2 separate regions of the Urocitellus parryii genome follow, and region 1 is linked to region 2. The links are chromatin contacts, called in public Hi-C maps. All regions are on one chromosome and are shown on one strand. Each heading gives the region's core, a stretch centred on a gene start, on an enhancer-like site or on the middle of the called end of the contact. The rest is flanking DNA. Distances are from core to core; before and after follow the strand shown. Region 1 holds the start of Slc16a11 (solute carrier family 16 member 11). Region 2 holds the start of Ybx2 (Y-box binding protein 2).

Region 1 (5,038 bases), core at 985-3,484, 270 kb after region 2:
TGTAAAATAATAAGTAAGACTTTTCTTTTTTACTCTTCCTTTCTTTTTTTTTTATAGAGTCGTAATAAGGAGACCACCATTTTCTCATAAACTTTGGGAAACACTAAACAAAACGCCTCAAAGAAAAAGAACAAAAATTTCTACTTAATCTCTTAATAGATATTCACATTTTATAACTCACATGATTCTATTGAGAACTCACCAGACTAATGGGGTTCCTTGACCAGTGGTGGAAGCAGCCAGGTGGAGAAACGGGCAGGAGTACCAGGAGAGCCTAACCTAGCTCCCCTGAGTCCCAGCAGCAGCACTGGGGACTAACATATATTCAAGGACCATGTCACTTACTTATACATGTACATACAGTGACTCATTTAATCTTCATTGAATTTTATGTGTGTGAGAGAGAGAGAGAGAGAGAGAGAGAGAGAGAGAGAGAGAGAGAGACTGAGGACTGAACTCAGGACCTTGCACCTGCTAGGCAAGTGCCCTGCCACTGAGCTAGACCCCCAGCCCTCATTTAATTTTCATAACAACCCTATTAGGTAGCTTCTATTATTATGCCCTTTTTAGAAATGAGAAAACCAGCACGTTGTTGTAGAGCAACATGCTTACAACCAAATAACTGAGAAATGGTAGAACAGTATTCGAACCCAGAACATCTAAGTTAGGGCTCCACTCTTTCAATTTCTGTGCTATATAAATTACCTCCATGAGCAACAGGCAGTAATTTCAGCTAAGAATATAGGAAATGTGAGGTAGAAGGGGAATGTGCCTTTTCATAACAAATCACCCCACTTCCAGGTTCTGGGATGCCCTTCTGAGTTCATAAGCATCATACTTAAGTGCTTAGCTTTCCTCCCAGACTCAGAGGTCCCAGTCTTCTTTCTACTTCACCACAGGAGACGACTGTTTCAATTGGTTTCATTTATCTTACAGTAGAGTCCTCACAAACCTTCTTAGGAAGCAGTGCTTTCTGCTCTCCTAGGTGGCTTGAGGACTTGCAGGCTCCACCACCCTGGTGGCTTTTATAACAGCACTCCCACCAGCTGGGAAAACCGGTGGGGCCACTTTCCCAAGGTGTCTGTGGCAGGACTTTAAACCTTCATAGACTCTTGTACCCCATTCAGAACATTTCAAACAGATGCATGACATATGCCAAAAGCCAGAAGTGAGAAAAGGCTAGGCATGTCGGTGGAGAAGGTAAGTAGCTAAGGGCAGGTGGGAGCAAGTAAGGCTTGAGGAGGGATCTGTAATGGGAAGGTAGCTTAGACAGATACACCTTTGATTATTATGAAGAGTCTTATACATAAAATAGAGGAATTAGCAATGGAGAGTCGTTGAAGGTCATTCTGGTTTTTTAAGGTTTACAGTCTCACAACTTAAGACAGTTGTTTTTCTTTTCCTTACAGGCACTTTCTCAGCAATTAGGAAACACTGCCACCATGTGGTTATCGGTTGATGCAGGCTACAATCTACAAGTTGCTGAATTTTCAATGGTATTGTTTAATAATTAAACCAAAGAACACATCTTTTGATTCAAACAGCTGAAGTAATACAACCCTGACCTGTTAAAAAAGGATGCTTATTGTATAGTTTTTCAAGAAATCAAATAGTTGGGCTCAATTCTCTCATCTCTTTGATTTTAAAATCCTAGGCTGTCTTTCTTTAGAGCTCCTGAAGGCAAAGATCTCTTCTATTCTCAGACTCCCTTATGTTAGAATCATAAATTCTCTGGCCCTGCGAAGGTTCTGCTCTTTCCAGGGTAATTTGCATCAAATTATTTCTCAGGATATTTCTCTCAACCGTGGCAGGTTCTGTTTCACTTCTAGGTCTGTTCTTCTCGTATGGTCCCACAATTTAGACAGATCCAAATTAAAATATTCCTCCTCCCCCCCCCCCGTTTTTTTTCTTTTTTAGTTGAGTGATTTGGGACTAATCACCTAACCTCTCTGAGCCTCAGTTACTGCAACAGTAAAACGGGGATGGCAGTTTTTTCATAGGGTTATTGTAAGGATGAAACGATAACATGTAAAAAGTGCACTGCATACCATTGGACCTCATCTTAGGGAGTCCTCTCCTTTCTCTTCCTCCTTGAGGGCATGCCCTTGTTGAGCACAAAGCAGGCACCCACTGGAGGTCAATGTGATATCCTAGATTTACTGGATCCTCAGCAACGTTTGGGTGAACAGAACTACTCGTTTCCTTAGGCTCCGGGGACCATCCCTCTTTTCACATGTGATCAGCTGCCCCTGGTTTTGCGAAGGATTTGCAATCCACGCGTCTCCTCTGTGCGCAGCTGGTGGCAGGTGCGTGGGCGTGAGCGGGGCGGGGCGAGGCGACATCTATTCCTGGCCGCTCCCTACCGGGGGCTGGGGGTTGTGTGTGGATAATTCAATCCCCGTGGGACTCAGCGTCTGGCCTCACCCGCGGCTCGGCGGATTGGCTGACAGTCTCAGCCTGCCCCCGCCCTCGGTACCCCTCCCGCGTCCCAGGTGGCTCAGGCCCCTGTGGTGATCTCTGTTTACGGAGAGGACCTGTCCAAGTTGGGCTCCATCTCTGCAGTCGCTCCATTCCGGGGCCCCGCCCGCCCGGGAAGCGGGGAGAAAACCCGGTCGAGCTTCCCCTCCCCCCACAGCCTAGAGAGGTCGGGTAAGGCGAAAGGGTGTGTGTGGGAGGGAGCGCCCGCGGCTTGGGGGATCCAGCTGTTCCCCAACCCGGTTCCCTTCGAGCACCCAGGAGTTCTGTCCCTAGGCCTGTTTCCCTCACCCACGCTCTGGGTGACGTGCCCACCCTGGGAGAGCAGCCGGAGAACGGATCTCAGGAATGCTAGCTCCTAAGAGGACGCTCAGGAGCGGAGACCTCGCTCACAGTTGTTTCCCCACCCCTACAGACGGTGATGACCCCCGAGCCGCCTGGACCCCCGGACGGGGGCTGGGGCTGGGTGGTGGCGTTTTCGGCCTTCGCGGTGAATGGGCTCTCCTACGGGCTCTTACGCTCCCTGGGCCTTGCTCTCCCTGACCTCGCCGAGCATTTTGACCGAAGCGCCCAGGACACTGCGTGGGTCAGCGCCCTGGCCTTGGCCATGCAGCAAGCAGCCAGTGAGGGAGGGCCCAAGGTGGGGGGTGGGAAGAGGGTATAGGAACTGTGAGTATAGTGATGGGAGATCCAATTAATTACTAGACAACTTGAGAATGAGCGACTGATTATGGAAACCAAGTTCTAGAAGAGTGGGACTTGAGGTCAAGGGGAGGAGCTATTAGACCCAGGGAGGAGTTTGAGGCCAAGCAAATAGCCAATGAGAAGTGTTGGAGAGAGTTTGGGGGTCCAGGAGCGTGTCTTCCGTTGATTTCGACCCCTTTTAGGCCCAGTGGGCAGCGCTCTGAGCACACGTTGGGGGGCGCGCCCGGTGGTGATGGTTGGGGGAGTCCTTACTTCGCTGGGTTTCGTCTTATCGGCTTTCGCCCGAAGTCTGCTGCACCTCTACCTCGGCCTGGGCCTCCTCGCTGGTGAGGGGAGTGGCATGACCCGGGGTGATGATCAGGGGTGATGGTGGGGATAGGACTTTCTTGGGAATTGGGATAACGAATGAGGTGGGGGGGGGGCTTCTGCAAGAAGCACGGCTGGGAATGCTGGGGCAGGCATCCCTGGAACCTGCCTTAATCTCACTTTATCTATTCGCAGGCGCTGGCTGGGCTCTGGTGTTTGCCCCTGCCCTCGGTACCCTCTCCCGTTACTTCTCTCGCCGTCGGGTCTTGGCTGTGGGACTAGCACTCACTGGCAACGGGGTTTCCTCCCTGTTTCTGGCGCCTGCCTTGCAGCTCCTCCTTGACACATTCGGCTGGAGGGGCGCTCTGCTCCTCCTTGGCGCTGTCACATTCCACCTCACCCCTTGTGGCGCCCTGCTGCGACCCCTGTCCCTCCCTGGCGACCCCAAGGCTCCACCCCTCAACCCTCTAGCTGCCCTCGGCTTGGGTCTCTTCAAGCATCGGGCCTTCTCAGTTTTTGCTCTGGGTACAGCTCTGATTGGGGGTGGGTACTTCGTCCCCTACGTGCACTTGGCCCCACACGCTTTAGACCGAGGCCTGGGGGGATACGGGGCAGCTCTGGTGGTGGCCGTGGCTGCAGTGGGGGATTCGGGTGCCCGACTGGTCTGTGGGTGTCTGGCGGACCAGGGCTGGGTGCCCCTTCCGCGGCTGCTGGCACTGTTTGGAGCTCTGACAGGGCTGGGGCTGCTGGCAGTGGGACTGGTGCCGGCGGTGGGGAGCGAAGACGACTGGGGGGGCCCCCTGCTGGCTGCAGCTGGGACCTACGGACTTAGCGCTGGAAGTTATGCCCCCCTAGTTTTTGGTGTGCTCCCGGGGCTGGTGGGCATCGGAGGTGTGGTGCAGGCCACTGGGCTGGTGATGATGCTGATGAGCCTCGGGGGACTCCTGGGCCCTCCCCTGTCAGGTAAGGGCCTGAACCAGCAGATCCACTCCCAACCGTCCTCTGCCCTTGGGATGCAAGACCTCTAAATTCCTTTACCCCTGTTCTCAGGCTTCCTAAGGGATGAGACAGGAAACTTCACCGCTTCTTTCCTCGTCTGTGGCTCTTTCATCCTCTTCGGCAGCTTCATCTACTTGGGGCTACCTAGGGCCCTCCCCTCCTGTCGTCCAACCTCACCTCCAGCTACCCCTCCCCCTGAGAGAGGGGAGCTGCTTCCGATGCCCCAGGTTGCCTTGCCACCCCCAGGAGGACCTCCCTCCACTCTGGACACCGATTGTTGATCATTTTCTTGTTTAAACCCCTCCCCCAATAAATAATTTTTATTTGATTTTTCTGAAAGCTCCAACTGTTGGCCATCCTAGAAGCCTGAAAATATTCTACTTTAAGATATCCCAAAAGGCTTTTGGAAAAAACAGGACCCCAGTTGGGGGTGGGGAAGGGTGTTTAGCTATCCAGTCAGTCCATTCCTCTTTGCCCAAATCCTTGCCATAACAGGGAGTCTTTGAGAAGTTGTCTGCAGTTCAGTTTGGGTGGGCTGGGGTGGGGGAAAAGA
Region 2 (5,452 bases), core at 1,371-3,870:
ATCACTTTTCTTATTCCGAATGGCTTTGGCTACTCTTCCAAATGAATTTAAGCCATTGGTATTTTGATAGGGATTGCATTGAATCTGTATATTGCTTTTGGTAGTGTGGCCATTTTGACAATATTAATTCTGCCTATCCATCTTCTGGGATCTTCTTCAATTTCTTTTTTCAGTGTCCAATAGTTTTCATTGCAGAGAACTTTCACTTCCTTGGTTAGATTAACCACCCCCCAGCTTTTTTGAGAATATTGCAAAAGGGATAATTTCCCTGATTTCTTCTCAGCTGAATTGCTGTTGGAATGTAGAAAAGTTATTGATCTATGATTGTTTATCTTGTATCCTTTGACTTTGCTAAATTCATTTATTGGCTCTAGGAGTCTTCTGGTCGAATTTTGGGGGTCTTCTAGATAAAGGATCTTATCATCAACAAAAAGTGATAGTTTGACTTCTTTTTTTCCTATTTGTATCCCTTTATTTTCCTTCTCATTGTGACTGATTGCTCTGGCTAGTTTCAAGAACTACATTGAATAGAACTGGTGAGAGTGGACAACCTTGCCTTGTTTCTGGTTTTAGAGGAAAAGCTTTCAGTTTTTCCTCTATTCAGTATGAATGTTGTATTCGAGTTTGTCTGCCAAGGGTACTTTTCCCTGCAATACCCCATGCCTCTGCTTTCCTGACTTTTTCTTAATTTCACTACGAAAGTAAAGACACACACTCCCTTCATCTGAGCTTCCTTTCATCTTACCTTTCAAATGAACTCCGTGTATTTCCCATGTGATTCTTTGCTGCAGAGGTCACCCCATGAGGTATCTTGCTTGCTTTCCCCAGTCTTGGTCTCAGCTTCCCTTAAGCTCAGGGCTTACCACAGATAAACTGGTCCTTAACATGTTTGAGGAAGGGGTGGTCATTTCTGTATCCTTCACCGCCTCGCCTTGCGATGTAGTCGTTTGCTTATCTTTTCTCTTTTTCTGTCCACTGTGCCCAATGCCCTGGAAATCGAATCATCTGGCGGGATGGGTGGTGTGCATCAATCAGGTAGGCTAGTAGCTGGTGGACCGCCAAAGAAGCGCTATTTGGCAGCCTTTAAGACCGGCCGGCAGAGGGCGCGCCGGGATCGGGAGAGGCTGTGGCTGCGGCGGCTGCGGGACGCGGGCCCTAGCCAATACGCCTAGCACTGGGGAAGCAGACTTGGGGCAGAACGAGATGCGCGTGGAGGCATGTGTCTTGCTCTGGGACCCGCTGCCCTAACCAAAAATACGCCCTGCCCAGCGAGACTCGCGTCCTTCCGGGTGGGCGTTCTGGAGGAGCGACTTCTAGAGCCTCATTATTTAGGGAGGGAGATTGCGGCTCCTAGGACGGACTTCTCGGGCTTCAAGAAACCTGAGACAGCTGCGCACCAGTCATCTGTCTACTCATTTGTGAATTGGGGATCATTTATTTATTCAATAAATATTGAGCATTGTGCACTAGCGTATGTGCGTAGGGTTGGAGTAGAATTAATAAGCAAATAGGATCATTTCATATTTTCAAAAGTGCATTAAAAATAATGTATGATGTGATAGTGAGGCGTGATATGTACGCTGATATTTGAAGAGAGCCACTCTAACAGACACGGGGTGGGGGAGCGCATTGGAAGCAGAGGAAACTGCATGTGCCAAAACCAGACACTTCAGCACCCCATACATAGACGTGAGAGAAATACGGTGGGAGACATTAGAATTGTGACCGGTGAAGATGCTGGAATTACCTGGAAGAGGCTCCAGGGAACTTCCTGGGGCAAGGAAAACATATCTTGGTTAGGGTGTTGCCTACATGGATAGACATATCAAAACTCAGCAAAACTGCTTTGTGTGCTACATGTACCCTTTGTCTCAAAAACAAAATAAAAACGAGGGGCCCAGAAAACAACTGTTGAGTTGGTTAAATCGTTTTGCGGTGCTTTCCAGCCTGCCCTGCGAGCAGATACAGTCGCCCCATGTGCCGGGACATCCTCTAAGGAGAATGAATCAACGGTGGTGTCCCGGAGAAGGCGTCTACGCCTGCCAGGGTCTGGGCTAGGTCGGTCTAGAGGTTGAGGGCTAGCAGTGCCTCTCACCGCCCGACCTAAGGCTGCTGACAGCCGCGCTCCACCTAGGTCGTCAGGGGCAACCTTCGGAGCAGCGCCCCCGGCCCCGCCTTTCGCGCAGAGGCCAGGTGGCGGTTGGGGGCGCAACCAGCCCGTTTGATTTCCCGCGGCCGGTGGAAAGGGGCGGAGGGGGGAGGGGAAAATAGCTGTCAGCCAATGGGCTGAGCTGGGAGAGGTCACGTGGCGCAAGAGGGGCGGGGCCCAGGTGTACTTACGGGGCAGCGGGCGGGGGCCTCCGCCTCGGTGCGAAGTCCAGGAGGCGGGGCTGGTGTGAGGGTCGGGGGGCTGCGCGACTAGGATTGGCCTGTGGTCGGGAGGCGGGGCTTGCGCGCGCCGCGGCAGCCGGCTGCTATTGGCCTGGGCTCAGGGCCCGCTGCCGCCGTGCGGGCGAGGCTCGGGGCGCGAGGACCGAGCGGGGCGGCGGGTCCGCGAGCCGGGGGGAGGGGCCGGGGCGGTGGCGGTGGCGGCGGAGGAGGAGGAGGAGGTGGCGGCGGGGGCCGGTACTGGACCCGGCGGGATGAGCGAGGTGGAGGCGGCAGTGGTGGCGACAGCGGCCCCCGCGGCGACGGTGCCCGCGACGGCGGCAGGGGTGGTAGCGGTGGTGGTACCGGTGCCCGCGGGAGAGCCGCAGAAAGCAGGCGGCGGGGCGGGCAGCGGCGGCGGGGGCGGAGCCGCCTCTGGCCCCGCTGCTGGGACCCCCTCGGCGCCAGGCTCACGCACCCCTGGCAACCCGGTGACGGCGGCCTCGGGGACCCCCGCGCCCCCGGCTCGGAGTCAGGCGGACAAGCCGGTGCTGGGTGAGGGGGGGCGCACGCGCCAGGGCGGCTCTAAGGGGTAGGCGGACTGGGGGAGGGGCAGCGTGGGGCCTGACAGGGTCTAGAGAGCCGAAGATGGGCTTGGCCCCGAGGCCCATGGGCCTGAGCTGGGAACTGCGGACCAAAGTGGATTCCCCTGGAGGGAAATCTTGCTATGCCTTCCGGGGGTGGGGGTGGGGGTAGGGGTGGGGCAGAGCAGAGCCAGGGCTAGCAGGTTCAGCCAAGGCCTTGGGGTGGAGAATAAACCCTGATTTCGACCACGCCTCTGGGGCGGGAGGCTTGGCCCAGTTGACTTCGTTAGCATGGGGTAAACTCTGACTTGGGAAGCAGGTGCACTGGGGACCCTTACATTGGGAGGGCTAGAAAAGCTCTTGAGTTATAACCTGAGGGTGGCACTCAGTGGATCAGGTGAGTACCGGTTCTAGGTGAAGGACCTGGAATTATATAGCATGAGAGGAACATGCCCTAGAGTTGGGTTTTGAAAGCTTAAGCCTCCTGTGTGGATGATTCAATTTGGTGGAATTGGGATAAGAATACCTTAAAGCTAATAGTGAAACCTAGTTGTCTTGAAAATAAGCTTAATAGGAAGGCAGGTTAGATTTTTTTGGAGTGTCTCAAAACTCAGTCCAACTCCATCTCTTCCCCCCACTTACTATCCCCACTGCATCTCTGCCTGGCAGCAATCCAAGTCCTGGGCACTGTCAAATGGTTCAACGTCCGGAATGGTTACGGATTCATCAACAGGTATCCGAGGAACCCAGGGAGAGGGTGGAATGGGTGTCTTCGAACTGGTCTGTGGGACTGGACACCTTCCCAACCTCATCTCTACCCCTGCCAAGGCACATGGTTGCAATGTCCAGCTGACGCTGGTTGAGTCTTTAACCACAGCACAAACGTGTGCTTAGTGGCAAGATGAAGCCTCCTCCACATCTTCAAGGGCAAGCAGAGGATTAATGATCCAGGAACTTGGCAAACCTGGTTCTGACCTTCCTAGCTTCTGTCTCACCTTCAGGAATTTTCATTATTTTTAGTTTGCTGTACTTTGGGGGTGGAATTATGGCGCTCTCTCTACCTCAGGGCTCTGGGCTAGAATCTTCACTGATTTCCTGTTAAGGGAAGCACTTGAGGCACCCTCACGACTCGTCTCCCTTAAAGAGCTGTGACTCATTTGAATCCCCCACCTGATGGGACTGAGACTGGCTGTAGGGGGAGGGAGGAAGGAGGTAGTCCAGCCGGAGATTGTTGCTTCTCTTCTCTTGGCAGCCCCTCCCCTTCCAGCCTGGGAGAGGCTGTAGTGGTGGATTCTGAGCAGAGCCCCCAAGTGCAGCCTTCCCCAGCCCGGGCACCCTGCCCAGCCAAGCCCTCCTGGGAGGCCTTAGTTCCCTCTTAGCAGGCTGACCTTTGTGCAGATCCAAGTGCTTTTAAAGCTGGAACATTTGTTCTGGTGAAGGCAGGCTCCTGTGAAGAGTCCTTCTCCTCTCCCTCATCCTACAGGGTTCTAGGATAAACTAGGATTGTAGGCAAGGTAATGATAGAGAATGGATATTCTTTTCTCTCATCCTTGGTCCCTCTGTATGTTGAGAGGGAACCAGACTGTGGATTTACTTCCAGGCTGAGTATGAACATAAGGTTTTGTGGCTGTTTGGAACAAGTTCCTGACACCTTGTCCCCTTCCCAAAGTCATTCTGCACCTCTGGCCTGCTCCTTGGAAGTAAAAAGGAGATAGTGGAATTTTCCAGTCCCAGTAGGGACTGGGGGTGGGGGGTTGGCCAGAAACAGTTATAGCCTGCACCAGCAGGTTCTAAGGTGCCCTAGGGTAGAAGGTGGAGCACTCTGTAGGTAAAGAGCTGTCCCAGCTCTTTCAAGGTGCCTTTGCCTTCTCTTCCATTCCTGTCTCATGAAGACCAGGATTTTCACTGAGGTTTTAGGTGTACCTCTCTATACCAGCTTTTGGGGGTCCTGTCTATGCTCCAAGTAACTGAAATCTGAAGAGGATGGGCCACCAATCTTAGGAATGGACAGCTAGGGAGGCCTTAGTGGAACTGAGTGTCTTATTAAAATCACCCCCTTAACGACCCATCCTGTTCTGCAGGAATGACACCAAGGAGGATGTCTTTGTTCACCAGGTAAGCTAGGTTGGCTTTCTGAGGGGAGGAACCGGCCCTCTCTTTGAAGGCCTTTCCCATAACCCTTAGCTACAGTCCTTCTCCAGCTCCTCAACGTGGAAATAGCCACTGCCCACGTGGAAATAGCCACTCTCCCATCTGCCTCAGGTGCTTGTATCAACCATTAGCCCCAATTGTGTTGGGTTACTGAACGGCTGTCAGTGTGTTTTGCCCTCTGGGCACTACATGCTCTCCACCTACTGGGACCTGTTAACACCACAGGAAGGAATCAGGCAGTTTTCCAAGGGAAAGAACTCAGGTCCAAGAGACTTGGGTGCAGTGGTTCTCAAAGTATGGTCCTGGCACCACCAGCAGCATCACCTGATATCCAAATTCTCAGGCCCCGC

The links. Hi-C and Micro-C count contacts between places; a contact is called where the count stands out from the background.
Region 1: a contact with region 2 is called in a Hi-C map of muscle, with 4 times the contacts expected there. The contact joins the promoter of Slc16a11 here to the promoter of Ybx2 in region 2. A contact is called at or near these places in 2 of 2 Hi-C or Micro-C datasets (liver and muscle).

Annotation. Positions count from the first base shown.
Region 1 is chr7:130,278,293-130,283,330 of mUroPar1.hap1, forward strand. It overlaps Slc16a11 (solute carrier family 16 member 11), which reads left to right and starts at 2,235. Exons shown (of 5, transcript XM_026382278.2): 1 at 2,235-2,306; 2 at 2,891-3,098; 3 at 3,363-3,506; 4 at 3,682-4,449; 5 at 4,537-4,813. The coding sequence starts at 2,897. The coding sequence ends at 4,766.
Region 2 is chr7:130,004,627-130,010,078 of mUroPar1.hap1, forward strand. It overlaps Ybx2 (Y-box binding protein 2), which reads left to right and starts at 2,621. Exons shown (of 9, transcript XM_026390459.2): 1 at 2,621-2,922; 2 at 3,621-3,684; 3 at 5,033-5,066. The coding sequence starts at 2,643.